Linked DNA regions of Macaca mulatta: region 2 is linked to region 1. The links are chromatin contacts, called in public Hi-C maps. All regions are on one chromosome and are shown on one strand. Each heading gives the region's core, a stretch centred on a gene start, on an enhancer-like site or on the middle of the called end of the contact. The rest is flanking DNA. Distances are from core to core; before and after follow the strand shown.

Region 1 (5,792 bases), core at 1,807-4,306:
TGGGAGGGAGGGGCTGGAGAGAGCCAGGCGAGGGCACAGCAGGTCTTGTCCTCCACTCCTTTGGGCCTGTCACTGCGCCCAAGGGAGTTCCTGGTCGCTCAGGAACCGGGTCTGGAGCTCCGCTGCACGGGCACTCACTCTGCAAGCAGTAAACTTGGTTTCCATATTTTACAACCATCCTCTGCATAACACGCGCCCTCTGACCGCTCCAGGGTCCACGTTTGGGGCCCAGCAGTACTGTCACCCCAGCTGTCCTCTTCCCCGTGGCACCGTTGAAGATGCCAAGATGAGTGAGTGGGAGGAGCAGTGATGGGGTCTCTTTTTCCCCACTTCCCATCCGGACAGGAAGCCCAGGACAGCATCGCTGGAGAACCCGACAAGGGTGGAGGGAAGACCAGTGCAGGGTGGGGGCCCCTCCTCGGACTCCCCCGCCCGAGCTTCCGGACTGTTGCCCCCTAGGCCACCACCAGTGCAAGTCCTGCCTCTGCGCAGACCTCCGAGCCGCGGCTCCTGGGGTAGATTAGAGACAGGCAACCGGGCTGGGGCGGGGCCCAGGAGGGAGGGACGCGAAAATTCCGGGGCATAGCGGGTCTGTGCCTCAGACTCCGCCACCCAGCCACGTTAAGGTGACTTGGGGTCACGAGACAAGCTGGTTGACCCCGTTGCAAAGCTCCTCTCATTTAGCAAGCCGAGTGAGCTCCGACGTGAGGCGAGCCGGAGTTTCCTGAAGCTGGAAAACCGTTCTTAACTTCCCTCGCCAGGGGGTCCCCTCGGGGCTTTTTGTGTGTCATAATTGCCTAAAGATATATGGCAGCTTCGATTACTGTAATTACCATCAGAGGCTGTTGAAAGAAGTTAGTCTGGGCTGCAGGGGTGACTGGCCAGGGTCTCGTTACCACCCAGGCGGGGCTCCGGGTGACATCGCTCTGCTCTCCAGCCGCGAGAAGCTGGGCAAGGCGGGGGCTGCAGCTCTGGCTGCTCGACCCAGTCCTGACCCGGCCCGCTGCGCGCCGACCTCCTCGCCGCCCCGGGCCCGAGGGACGCAGGTCTCGGGTTGGCTGCCGCCACCGGTTTGGAAAGGGCCTAGATGCAGCGGCGCCACGGGCGGGGGCCTCTGTCCTGCGGGCCTGAGAAAGCTCAGCAGCCGCGTCCCGACCTGAGCCGGGGCTGGAGGCTTCCAAGGCCTCCCTCAGGCTCTTGGGAAGTTGGAACGGCCAAAGTTTCCGCAATGAGCCCACTGTGGTTTTTCCCCCAAAGTCTGGAGGGTTGGCCTGCCTCCTAGTCCACAGCAGGGGCGCAGCCGCAGGCGGGCAGAGCTCCCCGCTCACCCCTCCCTCGCCTCTGAGGCCTCACCTTTCAAGGGCCCCAGCGGCTCCGCACCCTGAAATGGACGAAAGAGCCCGGTGCTCCTTACTTCCAGGGGTGTAGGCGAGGGCCTGTCCCGGGGCGAGCGAGCTAGGAGGCCTGCCGAGACCCGCGGGCTTCAGTTTTTGCAATGGAGGCTCAGAATGCAACAGAAACGGCCTCCTGTACCTCCTGGGAAGGACACTCACGCCCGGGAATGCGGGCAACAAAAATCGAGGTCGCTTTGCCTCCTGGAAATTCCAACAGCGAGGGTCAGAGTAGGCCCGAGCCTAACGGGAAACTCAGTCCTGCGCCAGGGTCCGCTCTGCATTCAGGCCGCGGTTAGGGCTCCTTCTCTGCTCCCTCTGCCCCAGCTCGAAACATTTCTCCTTCTCTTTTTGTTCACGTTCATTTTACTCTAATTTTTAAAAGATCAGCACCCAAAGCAAAACCAACGGACAAAGTGAAAACACAACCTCCTTCTTGGAAGGGGGTAGGAGGGCGGGAATTGCATCCCACTTAAGTGAGACTTCATTACCAGTCCTCAGAAGTATCTCCGATTCTCCCAACTTTCAAAGACTCAGGACAATGAGGGCGAGTGAAAGGGGGAGGGGGCGGGAAGGAACGCATAGAGCGCCAAAAATGCTATCCGCGAAAACAACACCGGCAGCAGGGCAACTTCGGGATATGGGGACTGCGGCGGCAACGGTCGTCCCCAGCCTCAGACCCTGGAGCCCTCAGCCGTGGGCCACGGGATGGCGGGAACTGAAATGCCCCCGGGAGATCTGAGCACCGTGGTTGCGCCTGCTCAGCGCTGGCTCGGGCCTGCACATTCTTGGGTTCCGCAGGCACGGTGCAAGCAAATGCCCTCGCACACACACTTAGCCCGGCGCTCCTGAGTCTCGGGGTGGTGAGAGGTCAGCTGCGGCCTGGGGTTCGGAGAGCCGGCAACTAAGGAAGTTCGAGGAAGGAGAGAAGCGCACGGAGTGAGCAGGCCGAGCACTCCTGCCTCTGCTGGGCTCCGGCTCGAAAAGTCCTTGGGATTAGGGATTTGGTCCTCTCTTTGCTAGAGTGGTTCGCCATACTTTAAATTCCCCAGTTATGACCTACGCGGATTTAGGATTAAGGAAAATGTGACTTTTAAATTGTTTCTGCTTCCCAGTTTGCAGGATTATTTGAAATAGCTAGAAACGGGGTGCAAAGCATTCCATTCAAAATCCGCTTTGCACAGAGTTGCTTTTGCGCGCTGGAGCTCGGAGTTTTGAGCGAGTGTGTTATTGTGCTATTGCCTGAAACTGCGGCCCAGTTCCCGCCCCCATGGCTCCCCCCACCCAGCACCTGGCGGCTAAATGTAGGCAACTCATCCGACTGGTGGGCTGCGCGGGTCGTAACCTTCTCACCGCACCAGACAGGGGGGATCAAGCAATCCAGAGGCAACGAAACAGCTCTCCCCTCACCACGAAATGCTCCAACTCACGGTCTACAGGGCTGGGCCGAACGCACACGCCCGTTGGAGTCCCGGGGCTCGGAGTCGCAGCGCTCCAGGCAGGACCTCCCCAGCCTCCCTGCTCGCCCGCCCCAGGCTGCGCGTCTAGGCCCCACGGCGGCCGGAGAGGTACCCACTTGTTGATCCGGCCGGCTTGCTCATGCTGGCTGTCCCGGGGCGGAGCGGTTGGTGGGCGCTGCCCGAGTCCCGGCCGGCAGCGCCCGCCTCGCCGCTCGGCGCCGCCGCTCTCCAGCCGCCCTCCAGCCTGCAAGGCTCCTGGGCAGGACAGGTGGGTGTCAGTCGCGCGCTGCGCTGCTCCCTGGGCGCTCAGAATTCGTTCCACAGTAGAAATTTAAGCATCCTTAAGTTTCTTCCCGGCTCTTGCAAAACCGCAGCTGCTGGGAATGCTGCTTGATATGGACACACACATGGACCGACAGATGAAAAGATGGACAGGAAGACTGAGGAAGAAGGGAGAACAGCAAGAGAGGGATGTTGAAGGACAGAGATGGAGACAGGAAAATGGCCTTCCTACGGAGCGAAATCCCTCTTTTTCCCCATTCCTGTCACTCAGTCTTCAATCTCTCCCTCTACATAGGTATGCAGAGTGTGGGCAATCTCTGCCGACCGCTGGTCTCCCAAGGAAAGAAGGAAAACACAACCGCAGTCTCAGAGGCAGACGGGCTCCGCGCTGCCGGAACCCGAGCGCAGAGTGGGGTAACTAGATTGCTGGGAAATCTTCCGAGGGAAGAGGCGGCCAGGTCCGGGTTTCCGGGGAGAGCCGCGCACGCAGCGGCGAAGGGTCCCCGAAGTTCATTACCCCGTGACTTTGTGCCTGTCGCTGCGGGCTGGGTCCCCTGTAATATCTCCAGAAGCGCTCTGACAGGCAGCCGCGGGGAGGGGAATAGGGCGTCCCTGGCCCACTTAGCTTTTCCCCCAACTCCTGGCGGGGTCTGACGTCAGCCATGTGCGGGGAGGGGATGGGAAGAGGGAGGGGGTTAAATGCTAATGATATTAATGAACCTCCAAGCGGCTCCCAAAGAAAATGCAGGCGCTCTCGGAGCTTACGAGTTAGAAAGTGTGAATACGGGAGTGTGGCTCTGTGCGTGCGTGATGGTGAGGACGGTGCGGCTCGTAATAAAAATGAATTCGTATATTTCACGGCAAGAAGGAAGGGGAGGGGTGACGGGGCTTTCTCAAAACGCTTTTCCCCCTCTCTCCAGAGTGCCAGATAGATTCGCGGAAGAAATTGGGTGGCTCTGTGCTGGCGTGTGATTGTGCGCGCCGGTCACGGCCATGTGAGTTGGTTCATTCTTGGTCCCGTGCCCCTTCTGTTGGGTAAAACTTGGATCTGGCCCGAGGTGAGTAATTTACTCATTTTGCACATATCTACGGAAAGTCAGGGCTGAGGATGGGGTCTTCCGGAGGTTGCGCGTTCCTTCGGCCTTCGCGAGGTGGGTTTGGTCTCCAGCTGAGGGGAGGGTACCGCCAGCTTCCCCAAGCGGAGCTGGCCCATCCGACGCTGAACGAATCTCTTGTCGGCTCCATTATCTGCACCGGGGCGGCAGGAGGGCAGAGCGTTCCCTCCCGCGGCTTGTCCTCTGCGGGCATCGCGGGTTCCGGCTCTCCGGGCGGAGGGATCATGAAGAGCGGGTCTCATCCCTTACCCTGGCCCCATTCCGTTTGCTTTCCCGCGGTTCCTGAGCTCTCTCGCGCCTTGCTCTGTGCGCAGTGCTGGGAGAGCGCATGCCGAGGGAGCGATGATCCCCGATCTCTAAGAGATTAATTCTATTTAAGCTCTCTCGGCAGCTTGAACTTGTCGAACAAGAGCTTCCCAGTCTCTGCTCAGGGCGTGGGCCCGGCCAGAGGTCAGAGGTTACACCTCCCGCCCTCCGCTCGACGTTAGCTGGGAGGGGAGCTGTGGCCCCCGCTCTGCAATTCCGCCAGCCCACCCCCGGTCCCTCTTTCTCCAGACTCAGTGTCATCCCCGGCTTTCAATCAGAGTTTGCCTGTGCGTGCAAGTGAATGCTGGAGTCCCCCGAGCCCTGGGAGGGCGCAGCAGGTCCTCCGCCCGGGCGTCCCAGGGGGAGAGGGCTGTGCGCTCCCGTGGGCTGCGATAGCACGTGATTGCAACTTTCTGCCCAGCCTTGGCTTGGCCTCGAGCTCGGGGTCGCTCACACCACACACACCAGAGCCTGTGTCCTCCCGAGTGGAGCGCCGCCACGAAGGCTGGGGTCCGCTGGAAAGAGCAAGATGGGGGACCTTTATCTCTCAAGTTATTCCCTCCTCCTCCGTTTTCCGAATTGGGACGAGATTGGGGAATTGTGGGACGAGGCCATAGGCGCGTAGGGTTTTATTAGGTGACAGGATGAAAAATCAGCGTTTTTTACAGCCAACTTGTACAGCTGCTTGTGGAGCTAGCCCGACCGGCGGCGTGGCACTTTCTCGAACTCGGCGCACAGAGAGGGGAGGAATTTCGGGCAGGATTTGAGAAACACAATAAGATACCAGGCTTCGTTTGGAATCCTCAGGTTCTGGTTCACGCCAGAAATCCACTTACTTCAGCCACCACCACCACCACCCCCATAACGCGGACGCGAAAGACGGTGCTTGGTTAAGGACAAAGAACTTCAAGGGTGGAACTAATTTATCTCAGGCGAAGATGAGGGCAGTTTGGGGGGTGGTGACTAGACCCAGGCCTGTCTCCAGGGGAAGCATTTAGGGGTCTGTTTCGAGAAGGAGAACTACGAATTGCTTTGCCTGTGCGGGGACTGGACGATGGCTTTCCTGGGCTCCAAACCACCTCTTCCCCTACTCTCGAACACTCCCGCCAGGCTGGCTCATTTGTAGGCACCAAAACTTCTGGAAAATACTCCCAAGGCTCATCAAATTATCTCAAAATCAAAATGGGTATCTTCCCTCTTTTTCCTGTCACCAGTCCTTAATCAAGCAGGGTGTCAAG
Region 2 (5,792 bases), core at 1,157-3,656, 96 kb before region 1:
CAAAGTGCTGGGATTACAGGCTTGAGCCACCGCGCCCGGCTTGAGCTCACATTTCTAATCATACCAGTCAAATTCCCATTTGGTCTGTTGTATTAGGAGACATGCCCAGCATTAATATCTAATGAGCTTGTCTGTCGCTATCTGTCACATTATTCAGTTTTGTCTCATAGCACCAATCATATTGGCAGGTGTATTATTTACTGATTTGTCTCCCTAAGATAGACTATATACTAGGTTATAAACCTGACTTATCTACCCTTTAATCTCTAGCACCTAGAATGAAAACATCTAATAGGCCTTCAACAAATATTTGTTGAATGAATAAATGAATGTTGTTTTCTGGAAAATAATATACATTGTATTTAAGTAATTTCTTTTTCTTTTCTTTTTTTTTTTTTTTTTTTTTTTGAGACGGAGTTTTGCTCTTGTTGTCCAGGCTGTAGTGCAATGGCACGATCTCGGCTCACCACAATCTCCACCGCCCAGATTCAAGCAATTCTCCTGCCTCAGCTTCCCGAGTAGCTGGGATTACAGGCATGTGCTACCACGCCTGGCTAATTTTGTATTTTTAGTAGAGACAGGGTTTCTCCATGTTGGTCAGGCTGGTCTCGAACTCCCGACCTGAGGTGATCCGCCCGCCTCGGCCTCCGAGAGTGCTGGGATTACAAGAGTAAACCACCGCACCCGGCCAAGTAATTTCTTTTTATTCCAGTGTTTCTTAGTGTTATTAAGAATGGTTGCTGTTGGCCGGGCACGGTGGCTCACGCCTGTACTACCAGCACTTTGGGAGGCTGAGGCAGGCGGATCGGCTGATGTTAGGAGTTCGAGACCAGCCCGGCCAACAAGGCGAAACCCCGTTTCTACTAAAAATACACAAAAGTTAGCTGGGTGTCGTGGCGCACGCCTGTAATCCCAGCTACTCGGGAGGCTGAGGCAGGAGAATCGCTTGAATCCGGAAGGTGGAGATTGCAGTGAGACAAGATGCGCCACTGCACTCCAGCCTGAACGACACAGCGAGACTCCGTCTCAAAAAAAAAAAAAAAGAAAGAAAAGAAAAGGAAAGAAAATTTCAGTTCAAGGGATCAAGGGACAGATCAGGCCGAGCACGGTGGCTTATGCCTGCCATCTCAGTACTTATGGTAGGCTGCGGCGGGAGGATCACTTTGATGCTAGGAGTTGGAGACCAGCCTGGAAATCATAGTGAGATCCCGTCTCCACAAATAATTACTAATAACTTAAAATCTAAAAAAAGGGGGGAGAGGGGAAGATCAGGTTAAAGTAATTATAGGATTAAACTTGACGTATTAAAAAATGCAGAAATAGTTGTGAGACCATACCATTAAGAGGGATAACTCTCCGGACAGAGAGAAAAATGTATCGTATCTCAACATTTAAAATCTGCATTTCCCATTAGACCATGAGAGATGAACTAGGACCTAATTCCTAATTAACTGGGTTTTCTCCCCGTTTCTTTTTTTTTTTTTTTTTTTTTTTTGAGACGAAGTCTCACTCTATTGCCCAGGCTGGAGTGCAACGGCGCGAGCTCGGCTCACTGCAACTTCCGCCTCCTGGGTTCAAGCGATTCTCCTGCCTCAGCCTCCTAAATAGCTGGGATTACAGGCGCACACCACCACGCCCAGCTAATTTTGCATTTTTAAGTAGAGATGGGGTTTCACCATGTGGGCAAGGCTAGTCTCGAATTCCTGACCTCGTGATCCGCCCGCCTCGGCCTCCCAAAGTGCTGGGATTACAGGCATAAGCCACCGTGCCCGGCCTTCCTCCCCGTTTCTGAAAAAGGCTTATGTGAGTTGCATTTCCAGTCCTGTAGAGGTACGTTTAATATTTTCAAAAAAAAAAAAAAAAAAAAACTTACCAGGACTTCGTGAGAAATGAAAGTGGACACCCAAGGCAGCTTGCAGCCGGTCTACTGTTACTTTGTTTTAGCGGGCCGACCTGTCTCCAAATATGGTTTGACCATAATGCTAGAATTTAGCTAGGGCTTTTGTTTTTATTTCACTCCCACACTTTACTGGTTTCAAGTTATCAATCCAGATGGGTGTCTGGTGGAACGCTCAGGTTTATGGCAAAATCATTTCAGGCATTTGTTTAACCCTCTCCAGAAAGGCATTTTCAAGGGTTCACTGTTGGTACAGTTAGTAGGGGCAGTTTTGTTTCGATTTGCTGGCGAATCTCTAAAATCCCCCCGTTTAACTTTCGCCCGCAATTCCTAACGCCGCGAAGGCCGTTTCCGGCGCTCTGCCCCGCCGCAGGCCGAGGCTGGCGCAGAGAGACAGGAAGCACCGCCCCCCGGCGTCTGGGTCCTCGCTTCATCGGCCGCAGCCCCGCGGCGGCGGCGCTCGCGGTGCATTGTGGGCGCTGTAGTCCGGCCGGAACCTGTTTGCAACCGCGAGTCCCATGACACCGCTTCTCCTCACACCCCAACCCGCAGTGCCCCTCCCCAGCCTCGACCGGCCTCCCGGGACCCGAGCGCGGCGTTCCAGCGAGTCAGCTGTTTCTCCCCTGGGCTCGGACGCGGAAGCTTGAGGGGCGCGGGGAGGAGCTTCGCGTGCGGGGTGAACGGCCGCTTTACGTGCTCGTTCGCTTCGCGACCGCTGCGCGCGAGCCCCGTGTCCCCACGGCGGGCAGCAGCGGCGGCGGAGGCTGAACGCGGAGGGGGCGGAGGGAGCCCGTGGCGGCGGCGGCTAGAGCGAAATGGCGGAGACCGTGGCTGACACCCGGCGGCTGATCACCAAGCCGCAGAACCTGAATGATGCCTACGGACCCCCCAGCAACTTCCTCGAGATCGATGTGAGCAACCCGCAGACGGTGGGGGTCGGCCGGGGCCGCTTCACCACTTACGAAATCAGGGTCAAGGTGAGGCCGTCTTTCCCCTCTCCCAAGAAACCCCTCCCGCTGGCTCTGGTCACCCCCCACTCGGCCCAGGAGTGAACCTCCGCGGGCAGCCACAGCCGCCCAGGCCGGGAGCCCCCTTGCAGAGGCTGGCCGGGGTCGTGAGCCAGGGCCCCTCTTCCTGTAGGGCTGGTGTGGGGGGCTGCAGAGCGAGCCCGGCGCCCTAGCACTTGGAGAAGGTGCTCGAAGAGGAGGGCGTGGGTTGAGCGCCGCTTGCCCCTCCAGCAGCTGATCTGGGAATGACATTTGAGTTGGAAAGGGGTAGATCTTTCGAGAACACATCCCTTCACTGGGAAGGGAAGGAGATGTTGACTGAGAGAAGGGGCTTGCGCAAAGTTAAAGCCTTTTCCCAGTTTTCTCTTCCTGGAGACTTCCCAGAGGTAGCAAGCCAAGCCCGCTGCTCCAGGCCCTTCCCGAGCTACTAAAGTAACCTAGGTTGTGTAGTCTTCTAAACGGGACTTAATGAAAGTTCACAGAAGCCTGACAATTTTTGATAGGGCTGAGCCAGACCAGAAGGGTGATTGGACATGGTTGACTTAAGCACTTTGGGCCACCGCCCTGCTAAAGGCTGAAGTGTGGTGTCACTTACCTCATAATCCAAAACTACAGTTGCTTTAAGAAAAGCCTATTTATTTAGAGATCTTGCTGTCTTAATTCGAGATTTGCATTTAACTGAATGAAGAAATCAACAGAAATAAAATATACCTAATTTCACAACTAGTGTTTGTTGGCAATAAATAATTCAGATGATTTGAAAGATATTGAAAATAGTGCTTCACTTTCACTCTATAGTTAAGTATTAAAGAATTTGCCCATGTATGGAAGCATCTTTAAAAATTAATTACATTAACTTAAAGATGACAGCAAATTACTTTATTAAAAATTAAGTATGAGGATTTTGCCTTTAATCAAAATTTATATGACAAGCTACTATTAACATTTAAGTGAAATAATTTCTCATTAACTTACGCACTTTGTGTCGTGAAAAACACAAAACGTGAACTTTGCCATCCTAACCATTTTTAAGTGGACAGCTCAGTAGTATATTCACTTAAGTTGTGAAACTTAAGTATTTTTAAAAAATGATTCTTATGTAGTTAGTATTGATTTTAAAAAGTTAAACTTTAAAATATGAAACGAATAGTTTACTGTTTCAAGCCACTGTTGTCTTCTTATGGATGTGTAAAATGTGAATCATAGGCCGGGCGCGGTGACTCACGCCTGTAATCCCAGCACTTTGGGAGGACCAGGTGGGCGGAACACCGAGGTTGGGAGCCTGATCAGCATGGAGAAACCCTATCTGTACTAGAAATAAAAAATTAGCCGGGTGTGGTGGCGCGTGCCTGTAATCCTAGCTACTCGGGAGGCTGAGGCTGGAGAATCGCTTGATCCAGGGAGGCAGAGGTTGCAGTGAGTCTAGATCGGGCCATTGCATTCCAGCCTGGGCAACAAGAGCGAAACCCTGTCTCTAAATAAATAAATAAAAATTGAATCATAGGCTATGTTGCCATAGGGAAACTGCAAAATCCAGGCTCCAGTACACCTGGGGAACTACATTCCCACATAAACCTAGCGGAAAAGTGAATGTTTTTCTAATTGTAATACCTGACAGATGGTTCACTAAAAAGAACTTCCTCTTTTGCCCTATACACCAGTGTTTTCTTTCTTTTTTTTTTTTTTCTCTTGTGCTAAAACAGAACTTGGTATTCTTGTTTCTAGACTTCCATAGCAGGTACTTCCTGTCACAAAATTGAATTGGAATATCCTGCCTACACTTCCTCCACTTACTAACTTTGAGTTTATCTTGCCGAGTGCATTATATTAAATGGATTCTAGTATAATAACTTAATCCTCTTTTTTTTTTTTTTAAATACAACTAATACCTTAGCAAATAACTGATGTGACGCTTAAAAATGGTTTTTGGGCGTGGTGCAGTGGCTCACGCCTCTCGTCCCAGCACTGTGGGAGGCTGAGGTGCCTTGAGCTCTGAAGTTTGAAACCAGCCTGGGCAACACGTTGAAACCCCTTCTCCACAAAAAAAGAAATTAGCTGGGCATGGTAGTGCGCATGCCTGAGGTCGCAGCTACTCCGGAGGCTGAGGTGGGAGCATCACTTGAGCCCAGAATAGTCATTTGTATGTTAAATAAAATAATATATATATATATTTTTTTGAGATGGAGTCTCGCTCTGTCGCCCAGGTTGGAGTGCAGTGGCGCTATTTTGGCTCACAGCAACCTCCGCCTCCCAGGTTCAAGCAATTCTCCTGCCTCAGCCTCCTGAGTAGCTGGGATTACACGCATACGCCACCATGTCTGGCTAATTTTTGTATTTTTAGTAGAGATGGGGTTTCACCCTGTTGGTCAGGCTGGTCTTGAACTCCTGACCGCGTTATACACCTGCCTTGGCTTCCCGAAGTGCTGGGATTACAGACATGAACCACTGCGCCCGGCCTGAAAATAATCTTTTTTAAGAATGATTAATGAGTCAGAGAACTAACAAATTATACACTTACTTTGGTTTGTATTTTTGTATAAACCAACTCACTGGGTGTTAATAGCTGTTAACAGTCATAAATGCAGGTGCCTATATGAAAACCTAATTGAGTTTTTAATGCATGAAATGCCTTTGGATTTCTTTCTTTCTTTTTTATTTTTTTTGAGACAGAGTCTTGCTCTGTCGCCAGGCTGGAGTGCAGTGGTGCAATCTCGGCCCACTGCAACCTCTGCCTCCCGAGTTAAAGCCATTCTCCTGCCTCAGCCACCCAAGTAGCTGGAACTACAGGCATGCGCCACCATGCCCAGCTAATTTTTGTATTTTTAGTAGACATGGGGTTTCACTGTGTTGACCAGAATGGTCTGGATCCCTTGACCTCATGATTCATC

Evidence for each region. Hi-C and Micro-C count contacts between places; a contact is called where the count stands out from the background.
Region 2: a Hi-C map of fetal cortex germinal zone shows a contact between it and region 1, with 2.1 times the contacts expected there. The contact joins the promoter of SNX3 here to the promoter of NR2E1 in region 1. A contact is called at or near these places in 3 of 14 Hi-C or Micro-C datasets (blood, fetal cortex germinal zone and fetal cortical plate).

The regions. Positions count from the first base shown.
Region 1 is chr4:13,276,535-13,282,326 of T2T-MMU8v2.0, reverse strand. NR2E1 (nuclear receptor subfamily 2 group E member 1) reads right to left here and starts at 3,056. Exons shown (of 9, transcript NM_001265967.2): 1 at 2,968-3,056. The coding sequence starts at 2,992.
Region 2 is chr4:13,372,156-13,377,947 of T2T-MMU8v2.0, reverse strand. SNX3 (sorting nexin 3) reads left to right here and starts at 2,406. Exons shown (of 4, transcript NM_001257953.1): 1 at 2,406-2,874. The coding sequence starts at 2,713.